Regions from separate parts of the Triticum aestivum genome. Here region 2 is linked to region 1. A link is a contact called in public Hi-C data. All regions are on one chromosome and are shown on one strand. Each heading gives the region's core, a stretch centred on a gene start, on an enhancer-like site or on the middle of the called end of the contact. The rest is flanking DNA. Distances are from core to core; before and after follow the strand shown.

Evidence for each region. Hi-C and Micro-C count contacts between places; a contact is called where the count stands out from the background.
Region 2: a contact with region 1 is called in a Hi-C map of leaf, with 4 times the contacts expected there. The contact joins the promoter of LOC123095864 here to the promoter of LOC123095863 in region 1. A contact is called at or near these places in 2 of 5 Hi-C or Micro-C datasets (both in leaf).

The regions. Positions count from the first base shown.
Region 1 is chr4D:21,595,505-21,601,870 of IWGSC CS RefSeq v2.1, forward strand. LOC123095863 (DNA-directed RNA polymerase I subunit RPA12) reads right to left here and starts at 3,763. Exons shown (of 5, transcript XM_044517434.1): 1 at 3,535-3,763; 2 at 3,347-3,387; 3 at 2,817-2,900; 4 at 2,665-2,721; 5 at 2,185-2,581. The coding sequence starts at 3,652. The coding sequence ends at 2,504. It overlaps LOC123095862 (probable serine/threonine protein kinase IREH1), which reads left to right. Exons shown (of 18, transcript XM_044517433.1): 17 at 981-1,147; 18 at 1,228-1,576. The coding sequence ends at 1,064.
Region 2 is chr4D:21,951,006-21,957,371 of IWGSC CS RefSeq v2.1, forward strand. It overlaps LOC123095864 (HMG-Y-related protein A), which reads left to right and starts at 4,113. Exons shown (of 2, transcript XM_044517435.1): 1 at 4,113-4,317; 2 at 4,435-5,431. The coding sequence starts at 4,243. The coding sequence ends at 5,058.

The DNA of each region.
Region 1 (6,366 bases), core at 2,513-5,012:
TTAGCCCTTCCCTTTCCACTATATCAAACTTAGCTTACATTTCTTTCTTGAGTGAATTTTGAATATTACAAGTTTATACGGAAATTTCAAGAAAACGACAGCTCAAGGACCAATTTCATAGAACTATTGATCTAAATGTCAATTTTATCACAAACCTTAGGGTGCACCAAAATTCCCACCCTGGCTGACACATTATATTTAAAATAAATTCGATATTGGTTCCATGCTGATTGCCTATTTGGCGTGCCGTGTGGGAATGGTTCAGTATTTTGTGAGTATGACGTGAGCCTGGGTGGGACTTGGATGCATCCTAAAGCTTGGTAGTTTTGTAGTAGAGTTTTTTGATCCCTAAATCTGCAATCTTGTAATAGTTTCTACATCCAACCATTTTTACAAAATTTACACGTCTTGTCCACTGCTTGGCACTAAATATCACTATTTAACACCATCATCTACTGTTAAGAGCCAGATGCAAATATCACAATCATTGCCATATTAGCCAGAGGCGCTATACTTACTATAAATGCTGGTATTTATGGGTGAGTTGGTTAAGCAATAGTTCAGCTATCCCATTGAGTGTGGCACAATCATTTCACTGTAACACATTATACACATAGTACAAACATACGTAGATTATCCCAAGTTATTAGTAATGTCCCAACACTGCAAATAACAGTTTTTACCTGTAACTGCATCTGTGGTATGGTTTTAAATGCGGGACCAGTCCTTAAAATGTACATCCACAGTCCCTTTTGTGCCTATATTCCGCACATCACCCTTATAAATTCTTCTGGCCACAGAATCAATCCCAAAGTTATTAATAATGACTCAACACTGCAAATAACAGTTTTCGCCTGTCATTGTGATTGTGATCTGGTTTCAAATATGATATTAGTCCTTAAATATACATCCGCAAAATTTTGTTATTAGCCCTCTCGTGCATATATGCTGCACATCATTCTTCTAAATTCTTGCTGCAGAATCTTTCACAACTTGCATCCATCAACTATGATCTGCTAACGAAAGGATTGAAGGACGAGCCTCCAATGAAACCTGAAACGTAGCTGTCTGTTTATACCGAGGTTTGATTTATTTGAGGTAATCAAAACAGTTTACAAGGCGCTCGGGTGGTGTGGATCTTGTACATGTAAGTGCACCAGTTTTATGTGCAGTTAAACATCGCATATGTGATGATGTTCCATCTAATTGCTACTATCAATTTTGCAGATGAAAGTGCGGCATGGACATCCAGCGGAGTGCAGTTTTGCGGTGGAAACAATTGTGGTGTCATCGTCGGTGAAACATCCTTGACCATAAGTTGGCATGAGTCACCTAGGAGCTCTGTTTTTTCTTTTCTTTTTCTTTTTTTGGTCCCATCATCGGCCTTGGGTGCCCAAGATTGGTCAAGGTTTACTGTTCAGAATACAACCCCTGAAAGTGAAGATGGTCTAAGAATTGTCGTAATTGTGGCAGGTCATTGGGGATGGAGCAGGTTTACCTGTACTCAGAACTGTTGCCGTAACATTCACTGGGTATAAATCTGGTCAATGCCAATGCTCCAAATTTCTTGCTGGCAGTATCAGTATATTTTTACCTAATAACTAATTAGCTCGAGATCCGTTGACTTAAATGTGACAAAGATTAAAATTTAGGCTTTATTATTTGCTAAAACAAAGAATAATTCTTTTATATCGGCATAGTGGCATAGTGACGTTCGTATTTGTAACAGAACCGTGCCCTGAAATTTAGCTCAAAATGATTGGATCAAAGTACATGTGCCTCGGGATTATCTACTCACTCTGCCCCAAAATAGTGTGTATTAGATTTTTATAAAGTCAAACTTTGTAAGATGCCTAATGCACCACCTAAGATTGCTGGTAACATTGAAGACTGCTACAATAATCACGGAGGGAGTAGAATACACGCCAAAACGCTGGAACATCAATGGTCAACCCAGGGCAGGAGAAATTTCGGTGAATATCAATTGTCAACCAATGGCAGGAGCAGTTTCTATATAAACTCAGACAAAAATATATGAAGTTCATCTTGAAAGATATATTTGGTATTGTAGCTATAGATAATTTTCTATATAAACTCAGACAAAGTCAGTGAAGTTCATCTTGAGAGAAAACCAATACGCATTGTATTAACTATCACAAAATGAATCGGTCAACAACAAGTGTGTATGACTTTGAATAATCACGATGCGCTACAAAAATGCAGCAACCAGTCCAATCACCATTAGAAACAAGACATCCCGCTCTTTCTATGGCCACATTCAGTCAAATACATCAGACAGCCAGGTACCATAAAAAAGCGTTAGATAGAAAGCGAGTATTAACATATCCCAGGTAACATTCAAGATTAGAATACACGCCAAAACAATGCAACATCAATGGTCAACCAACGGCAGGAGAAATTTCGTTGAACATCGATTGTCAACCAATGGCAGGAGTAGTTTCTTCTGGCCATATCCATACACTGATAGTAGGAATCTTCTTTCTTACGTGTTCTCATTGAATGCGTGGCCGCACTCCGGGCACTCGTAGAAGATAGTCTGCCCCTCATCCGCTGACCGAAGCTGCAATTGCACGTCAAAAAGGTCGGCAGGATTCAGAACCAGAAAGAGAAAATCATAACTAAAGCTGAAGGTGAGCAAATAACCTGCTTCGTGTAAAATTCGAGTTCAGGATGGTTGCATTCCGGACAGGCTCGCTCTGTCTAGAGGCAGAACAGGATATATATGTGAAACGCTCAAGGTATCCATCCATCCAAAAAGTAATAACCAGGGGGAAAAAGCAAACAATTTAGCTTACCAGGGATCTTTGCACAACTATGTCCAAATTTGGCGCCGATTCAAGAACCACAAACGCTTTTATCTTTAGCTCTCTTCTAATATCCTGTCAACAGGACATATGTAATTCAAAATCAAGCACGTGTTCTGGAAATAGAAACTTGTGTTGCCTAGTAAAGGAATCTGCACGTGCCAAGCTAGCAGGATCTAAAAATCAACAGGTGTCTTATACAGTTATACTAGACCCCAAGATCAAAATTGTCAAAGTATAACAGTTCCAGGGTAAGCTTACACATGCCGACCTAGAAAATCATCAATTCTTAAAGTATGTAATTTGTTCCATTGATTTTATGAAGCTAATTGATGCATTCTTACAAAAGATTGAACAATTTTCTCTGAAAAAAAATTCCCAAGTCCAGCAGCAGCTTAGCAGGGCCAGTATTTTCCTTCAAGAAACACGACACTGCAATCTAACTAGCGCAGCATACAAGCCGTTCTGCACACCTAGTTCTTCGCCTGGAACCATTCATTGATTTTGAGAGAGAGACGTACCTCTGCGGTGACCGCGTACCGAGTTTCTTTCCCTTCGATATCTGCAGAAAACAAGGAGCCAGTTTTGCATTAGCCACGGGATTGCCAGTCACAAGGATGCTTGGGATCAAGAATTGTGTGATTCGGGATCCGCGGAGAGGAGTAAACTTGGGCGTGGAGAAAGGAAGGGAGGAAGGGAGGGGGGAGACCTTTGGCCTTGCGCTTGAAGCCGCAGAGGGGGCAGGAGGCGTAGCGGTGGGAGTTGAAGTCGAGGAGGGTGCCGCACACGCCGCAGAACAGGAAGTCGCGCGCCTGCCAGAAAGCCATCGCCGCCGGCTACACCGCGCCGCCGTGCGGGAGATAGAGCCTTTTCCTTCCTCTTCTTCCGACCTCTGTCTGCGGCGATGATCAGCAGGGAACGGCCGGCTGCGCGCTTAGGGTTTCAGCGCAGGTTCGCAGCCCGGCCCATTTAGGATGGATGTGGACCGGTCTGCGTCTCTGCGGGCCCTAGGGAAAACTCTAACGCCCAGCCCAAGAGGCCCGGTCACAGCGTGAACGCGCCAGAGGCTGGGTATTTTTTTTGTCTCAAAAAAAAACTTTTTTTTTCTTGAAAGGAGGCTGGGTACTTCCTGTTCTGAGTATATTTTTTAATGTGTAACGGGAGACCGGTGCACCAGATACATCCCCGTTCTGAGTATCTTTTAGTACCACACAGCTATACGAGAAGAATTTCGACCACTTTAAAACAGCACTTCAACCGCTGCTCATCGCCGGGCTTGGTGGCGCTTGCCTATGATCGTAGATGAACGGGGCAGACGGGAATTATGCAAGCCTCACATGGTGCACCGTGTGAGTGCAGCATTTCCTTTTTATTGAAGTACGACCCTTAAAGGCATTTATTCATTCCTCCATCGTACATAGTGCATTTCGTCACTCAAGAACTCAGGGATATAACTGAAAGTAACATCGCCCATGCCTAACAGCAGAGCATGCCGAGCTAATTTGCACGCCAGACCATTGGCGTCTCTACTAATATGATACAACTCGAATCCCTGGAAAGATGAGAGATAGACCTTCGTCTCTCTAATAATGAGACCCACATCAGACAGGTCTCTTGTATTCTTCCACTCATTGGCAAAGACTTGACAGTCTGTTTCAACTTGAACGTTGGTCCATCCTTGCTCCATCGCAAATACCATCGCGTCCCGACACGCCAAAGCTTCACCTATCAGCGGAGAAGTAGTCCCTGGGTAGTGTCTAAATCTGGTTGCGAGGAAGGATCCCTGATCATCTCGTGCTATCATCGATCCACCTGCCTCACCCCTGGACATATCCATCGCCAGTGGCGGATCCAGGATTGGAGCAAGCCCCGGGCCCAAAATTTTTCTTTTTTGTCGCGAGAGAAAAACTTAAAATCCATCAAGCTACAACTACCTCAAAAGAATACCTCAAATATGGCTCAATTGTACCCAAAATAGATAAAAAATGACAAGAACTACAAACAGTACGTGCAGTAAAAAGAGTACCAAATCAATGGTTTGCTTCATCAGTGTCTTCCATAACTTGATCAACGGTGGAAGAAGAGCCAACACCTTAGAGAAATCAGAAGCAAAATTTCATGAGAGAAGACATAAACATGAATTGGAACAATTATCATTATACAAAGTTGAAAACTTACTACTACGAGGAGGTAAAGTTCCTTTGCGAAATCTATAGGCTTGAAAGCGATATATAATAGCATCATCATCAACCTTTGCAAATATTTCTCGCTCAATATTGCACACCATGGAATAATTCAACCAATCATCACCCATCTTATTCCTCAATTCAGTCTTGATAATACTCATAGCTGAGAAAGCTCTTTCCACTGATGCGGTTGCAACAGGCAAAATCAATGCCAACTCAATAAGACGATATACCAAAGGAAAGACTATGTGTCTATCAGTTTGAACCATCTTCACAGCAAGACTACCAAGGTCATTACAACTAACAAAACTTGAATCAGCTCTCACATCAGCAATGAAGTTTTCAAGTTGGTTTCTAAGGACAAAAGAAATCTCATATATGGAGAAGTCATCAGCATACATCTGAGCAAGTTGAACAAGTTTGTCTTCATCAAAATTAGCAAATGAGTTCCTTGGATCAAGACAAGCAATGCATCTCAACAATTGAGTAGATCTTTCAGCAAAGCGGTTATTTAACTCAGTAATTATTTGGTCAAGCAGAACATTGAATATTTCATATCTGAAGCGTTGATAGAAAGTTACCATTTGACCACCACGCCCCCTTGAACGGCCCCAAGCGGGTATTGTATCATCCCGAACCATTTAGCTTGAAAGGATCTCTTTTTCAAAGATGTTCCTCTAGTTTCTTTTTTAAATTTATGCCCAGTTGGTTGGCATGGACCCATATTTACATACATCCTTCTAGCGACATCTCTAATGTCCGGATCTAAGCTTTCAATAGGTTTCCTAAGACCAGGATCAGGTTGAATATCACCTTCCCTCAGTTGACCACGAGCAGAATCTGGAATGTTACTTTCTCGAGTTGAGATTGAAGGCGGGTTGTTTGAAGTCAAAGGCGGTGGTCCCATTTCTGCATTGGTTTCATTTTCTGGAGTTGCTTCACTCCTCTCAGCCCCTTCATTTCCTCCGGCTAAAACCCCGGGTGTAGACACTTCTGTTGCTGCCACGGATGAAAAATACCGCTTCATCTTTTATTCTACAAAATGAAATGATATTCAGTTCAGGCCAACAGCAACAGGCCAACAGCAACATTCACAAAGAACTGGCTATGAAATTGATATTAACGGTAGGTCAGTAGCAATAACATTCACATTCAAATACAGCAAGCAGCAGCAGATCAAAAATGTTCTAAAATTTCTATCAACATTCAAGATTCAACGGCAGTCAACAGCAGGCCAGCAGCCATTACCATTTACCAATCCAGCAGACCAGGAGCCAGGAGAGGCCGGAGCAGAGCGGGCGAGCCGGCGAGCAGCAGGGCCAGCAAGGGGACGGCGGCGGCACGAGCCGGCGAGC
Region 2 (6,366 bases), core at 2,863-5,362, 360 kb after region 1:
CAAATTTGAAGCAAAAAAAGTAATCAAGTTCCAAGCATTAGCGGATTTCTTGGCCGAGTGGACAAAGCAATGATAACCTGATAACCCACAAGTATAGGGGATCGCAACAGTTTTCGAGGGTAGAGTATTCAATCCAAATTTATTGATTCGACACAAGGGGAGCCAAAGAATATTGTCAAGTATTAGCAGCTGAGTTGTCAATTCACACACCTGAAAGACTTAATATCTGCAGGAAAGTATTTAGTAGCAAAGTAGTATGGAAGTAACGGTAACGGTGCAAAAGTAATAGTAGCAGTTTTGTAGCAATTGTAATAGTGGCAACGGAAAAGTAACTTAGCAAAGATCAATATGTGAAAAGCTCGTAGGCAATGGATCACTGATGGATAATTATGTCGGATGGCATTCATCATGCAACAGTTATAACCTAGGGTGACACAGAACTAGCTCCAATTCATCAATGTAATGTAGGCATGCATTCCGTATATAGTCATACGTGCTTATGGAAAAGAACTTGCATGACATCTTTTGTCCTACCCTCCCATGGCAGCGGGGTCCTAATGGAAACTAAGGGATATTAAGGCCTCCTTTTAATAGAGAACCGAACCAAAGCATTAGCACTTAGTGAATACATGAACTCCTCAAACTACTGTAATCACCGGAAATAATCCCAATTGTTGTCACCTTGGGGTATGTGGATCATAACTCGTAATAGGTGTCTACAACTTGCAAGATAGGATCAAGAACACACATATATATTCATGAAAACATAATAGGTTCAGATCTGAAATCATGGCACTCGAGCCCTAGTGACAAGCATTAAGCATAGCAAAGTCATAGCAACATCAATCTTAGAACATAGTGGATACTAGGGATCAAACCCTAACAAAACTAACTCGATTACATGATAAATCTCATCCAACCCATCACCGTCCAGCAAGCCTATGATGGAATTACTCACGCACGGCAGTGGGCATCATGAATTGGTGATGGAGGAAGGTTGGTGATGATGATGGCAACGATTTCCCCTCTCCAGAGCCCCGAACGGACTCCAGATCTGACCTCCCGATGAAGAACAGGGGGTGACGGCAGCTCTGTATCGTAAAACGCGATGAATCCTTCCCTCTGATTTTTTCCTCCCCGAACATGAATATATGGAGTTGGAGTTGAGTTCGGTGGAGGTCCAGAGGACCCACAAGGCAGGGGGCGCCCTCCACCCTTGTGGATAACAGGTGGGTCCCCTCTGGTTGATTCTTTCGCCATTATTTATTCCAAAAATAATCTCCATGAAGTTTCAGGTCATTCCGAGAACTTTTATTTCTGCACAAAAATAACACCAAGGCAATTCTGCTGAAAACAGCGTCAGTCCGGGTTAGTTCCATTCAAATCATGCAAATTAGAGTCCAAAACAAGGGCAAAAGAGTTTGGAAAAGTAGATTCGATAGAGACGTATCAACTCCCCCAAGCTTAACCCATTGCTTGTCCTCAAGCAATTCAGTTGATAAACTGAAAGTGATAAAGAAAAACTTTTACAAACTCTGTTTGATCTTGTTGTTGCAAATATGTGTCAGCATTGATCTTGACGACGGCGTCGAGCGGCAAGCTCGCCGAGTCGCGTTCGTGCATGAGCAGCGGCCGGGCCGTTGTGTATCTACATGCATGTTTGTTTTGCTGGGTCAAGCGGCTGTTGTGGAGAAGCAGCACAAGCATAGGACGTGTGCGTGCATGTAGTTGGTGGAGAGCAAAAGAAGGATCAAGCCGTTTGTGTGACTTGGCCGGCGTGCGTGCGTGTATGTAGTGGGTTAGCTAGTGCGTGCGTGCTGTTAGAGGGTGTTGGGTGTGTGTGCACCGGGTATAAGAACCCCCTCTTGTATTGCTTGTAGTTGCGCCGGTTTGTTGCCGAGCCACGGTGACGGTATGAGCCGAGCCGGGGGTATGTGCCTAGTAAAGTAAGGCCGTTCGTGCGGCGGGGCGTTTGTGCGCCGAAAAAATCCAGTGTGCTCCTTCTTCCACCTTCGTCCGAGCGAGTGAGAGGAGATGAGTGGTGAGCTGGTCCGGAGTTTGTCCCAACAATATGTATAGCGAGCATTCAGGTTTTCAGCAAAGATTATTAACTAACCATATTCACAATAACATTTAGGTCTCACGTTTACTCATATCAATGACATAATCAACTAGCGAGCAATAATAATAAATCTCGGATGACAACACTTTTTCAAAACAATCATGATATGATATAACAGAATGGTATCTCGCTAGCCCTTTCTGAGACCGCAAAACATAAATGCAGAGCACCCCTGAAGATCAATGACTGGCTAGACATTGTAATTCATGGTAAAAGAGATCCAGTCACAGTCATACTCAATATCAATTAATAACAAAGCATACAAATGACAGTGGTGCTCTCTACCTGGTGCTTTTTATAAGAGGATGATGACTCAACAGTAAAAGTAAATAGATAGGCCCTTCGTAGAGGGAAGCAGGGATTTGCAGAGGTGCCAGAGCTCGAGCTTTTGAAATAGAGATAAATAATATTTTGAGCGGTATGCTTTCATTATCAACATAACAACCAAGAGTTCTCAGTATCTTTCATACTAGATACATTATAGGCGGTTCCCAAACAGAATGGTAAAGTTTATACTCCCCCTCCACCAACAAGCACATTCCACGACTGGTCCAAAACAACGGGTACTGTTCAACTAACAACAATCATGGGGGAGTTTTGTTTGATATTATTTTGATTTGATTTGAGCATGGAACTGGGCATCCCAATTACCAGCCACTTTCTCGTGAATGATGAGCGGAGTCCACTCATCGTGAGAATAACCCACCTAGCATGGAAGATACTGACAGCCCCCAGTCGCTACATGAGCGATTCGGGCATACAAAATAGATTATAATTTGAAGGTTTAGAGTTTGGCACATGCAAATTTACTTGGAGCGGCAGGTAAATACCGCATATAGGTAGGTATGATGGACTCATATGGAACAACTTTGGGTTTAGGGAAGTGGATGCACAAGCAGTATTCCCGCTTAGTACAAGTGAAGGCTAGCAAAAGACTGGGAAGCGACCAACTAGGGAGCCACAACAGTCATAAACATGCATTGAGATTAACCAACATTGAGTGAAAGCATGAGTAGGATATAAATCACCATGAACACAGTATAATTTTGGCATGAAACAATCAACAATTATAGATACGACGGAGACGTATCAAGCAACAACAGCCGACTCAGAGTCACCCGGAACACTAGACCATGTTCTTTGATGGTTCCAAGACGCTGAATGGTTCAAGTGCTGGGGGAGTCTTGGTATCTCCAAAGGGCGATCGGCTCAGCTACGTTCTGCAGATACACTTCGATTCCTCCAACCACGAGGCCGGGTACGAAGCACTCCTCTATGGATTACGCATGGCCATCTCACTCGACGTCTGTCGCCTGATGATCTACGGCGACTCGAATCTCGTGGTGAACCAAGTGATGAAGGAATGGGACATTAGAAGCCCTGCCATGACGGGATATTGCAACGCGGTGAGAAAGTTGAAAAAGAAGTTCGAGGGCTTAGAGCTTCATCACATCCCTCACGCTAAGAACCAAACAGCCGACGACCTAGCAAAGATCGTTTCCACTCGCTAGATTAGCTAGATTTTCTTGACTTCTTGTTGGTTTGAGGAGCCCTTAAGTGAAATTGTAACATTCCTCGTAAACTCGTAAACGACGTATTCATTATATGTAACGAATAAAGCTTATGATTTATTAAAAGAAAAGATTGCTAGATCGCAGTTTGACTGAGATCTAACCAAGTCTCGATGCTATATTTGTGAGATTTTAAATAGAAATCCATGCAATTTTCTTTCTTTTTATCGGTCGACTAGATGTAGCCGCACCCTTTTAAAAAAACTGTGGAACGGCCGGGCTGCAGTGCCCACCACCGGTGTGGGCGTGGCGGGTCGTGGGTAGTGGGGATGCGCGAGTGGAAAGGGAAGGGAAGGGAAGCCGGTCGCGACCACGGCCGCCCGGTACCACCCGACAGATTCCTCGTCTGAACCGTACTTGCGTTCCATTTCCGCCCCGCAGCGCCTCACCCAGATCCGCGTGCGCTGCGCCCCCAATTCCCACCCCCCACCACCCCCCCAACCCCAAATCAACCCCTCGCTCACTCCCACACGCGCACAGTCGCTGCTCTGCCTGCGCTCGCGAGAGAGACAGCCGAGCCAGGCCAGCCAGCGGGCGACGCAGGCAGGCATGGCCACCTCCAGCGGCGACCAGTCGTCGCCCCGCGCGGCCTCCGACCTCGCCGTCCTCCCCTCCTACCCCGAGGCAAGCCCCCTCTAAACCCTAGCCGCCGCTGCCGCCTGGTTCTTTCCCCAGATCTGCGGCCCGCCCCCCGACCGATCTGGGAAAATTGACTTCTTTGGCTCCTTGTGGTGGGTGCAGATGATCGTGGAGGCCATCGCGTCGCTCCGGGAGCCCAACGGCTCCAGCCAGGCCGCCATCGCGCGCCGCATCGAGGCGGCCCGCGGCGCCGGCGTCGACCTCCCGCCGTCCCACCCCGCGCTCGTCGCCGCGCACCTCTCCCGCATGTCCGCCGCCGCCGAGCTCGTCGCCGTCGCCGGGGGCAAGTACGCGCTCCCCCCTCCACCGCCGCCCTCGAGGTCCCCCGTCGAGGAGGACGACATGGAGCCGGAGGGGGAGGAGGAGGACGACGACGAATCCTCTGACGACGCGCCGCTGCCGCTGCCGCTGCCGCCCCCGCCTCCCGCCAAGCGCGGCCGCGGCCGGCCCCCGAAGGTGCGCCCGCCAGGCTACTACCCCGGGGGGCCTCCCGCCGCCATCGGCGCCCCTCCTAGCGACGGACTAGCCGTCGTCGCTGTCGCCACCGCGCCCCGCCGGCGGGGCCGCCCGCCCAAGCCGCGGGACCCAGACGCGCCGCCCAAGATCCCGCGCCCGCGCGGCCGGCCGCGCAAGAACCCGCTCCCGGACGGCATGGCGCCGGTCCCGCGGCCCGGCCCCACCACGGCCAAGCCGCGCCCGCAGTTCGCCGAGGTGGGCTTCGTGTGAGCGAGGCCGGGCCGGAGCGAGCGAGCTAACATTTCCACTTGTGCCTGGTGTCCGTTCTGTTAGGTGTGGGGGTCATTTCTCCGTTCGTGTTGTTCTAATTCGAGGTGGAAGACAAGACGATGCTGCAGCAGCAGCGTTTGTCCGGTGAGTGTGGGTGGTGTTTCAGTCCGTGGCGTGGTGTTGGTCGCCGGAGGGGCGTCGTCTCCCCCGGCGACGGTGTATCCCTCTTGTATCTCTGTCAGCGCACACTTGGTCGATCATTTCCCTCCACCAGGAGGATACCACGAGCTGAGGCGCCTGCGTCTGCTCCAGCGTGTATTGATGCTCTTCGCAGTTCATTTCAAGCGTGAATCACATTGATTTTTGTTCTTCTTGACTTCCATCTCCCGTGATTTCTGGTTGTCGGTCTGTGATGTGAACACTGCACTCGAGTAACTGTTAAAATTCATTTGCAACCACTCTTGATGCTCCATTTCCTACATGGTTTCAAACATGTGCTTGCATCTTGTCCCTTGTGCAAGGACAAGGATCACGCATGATATGCCTTGCCTCCGCTGTGGTGTTTCCTGGACCGCGAATGAGATGTTGGTGCACGGCAGAATCTGGTGATCCGCTGACGCGGGGAGGCGTTCCGGGAGAGTGAGAAAACGGATCAGCCGGCGATCGGATGCTGTTGTACTGGCGATGGCGACGCTGAAGTACTAGGCAAGTAGCAGTCCTAGGTAAGAATGTTCATGGCTGGCATCAATGCAGGTAGAGACTAGAGAGAGATGGCTGAGCACGACATGGTCTGGGCTCAGGTGCTTATCGTCTGGTCAAAGAGTGGTTCGATCCAATTCCATTCCATCATCCCATGTGGATGTGGTGCTGAGTTCGAGCTGCCAGCGGTGGTGACGGCAGCCATGGCACCATGCGGTGCTGAGTTCGAGACGAGTTGCTCGCGTCGTCTTCTTCCTCGTTCGTTTAACCGGCGATCCTGTCCTGTCAGCTTGAGAGTATAGACTAGGGAGACTAGTGGTCTCCTGCTTGAGCGAAATGGCTTCAGTCTTACCTGCTTGAGCGAAATGGCTTGAGAGTATAGACTAGGGAGAATGTGGCGGGTTGGCTGCATCGGCAAAGCTTGGGTGATCGTGTGTCTCCCGACGCCTCTTCCTGCCGCCTAACGATTCGGTCCGCTCCTGTCCCAGTGGCATTCACTTTTCTCCCTGCTACATCAACCTTTGGCGATTTCTTTGGTAATTCAAACCCTCTGTTACTCTGTTTGGAACGCAGTAACTTCGACGTTTTGTGCAAATTTTGCAGTTATTG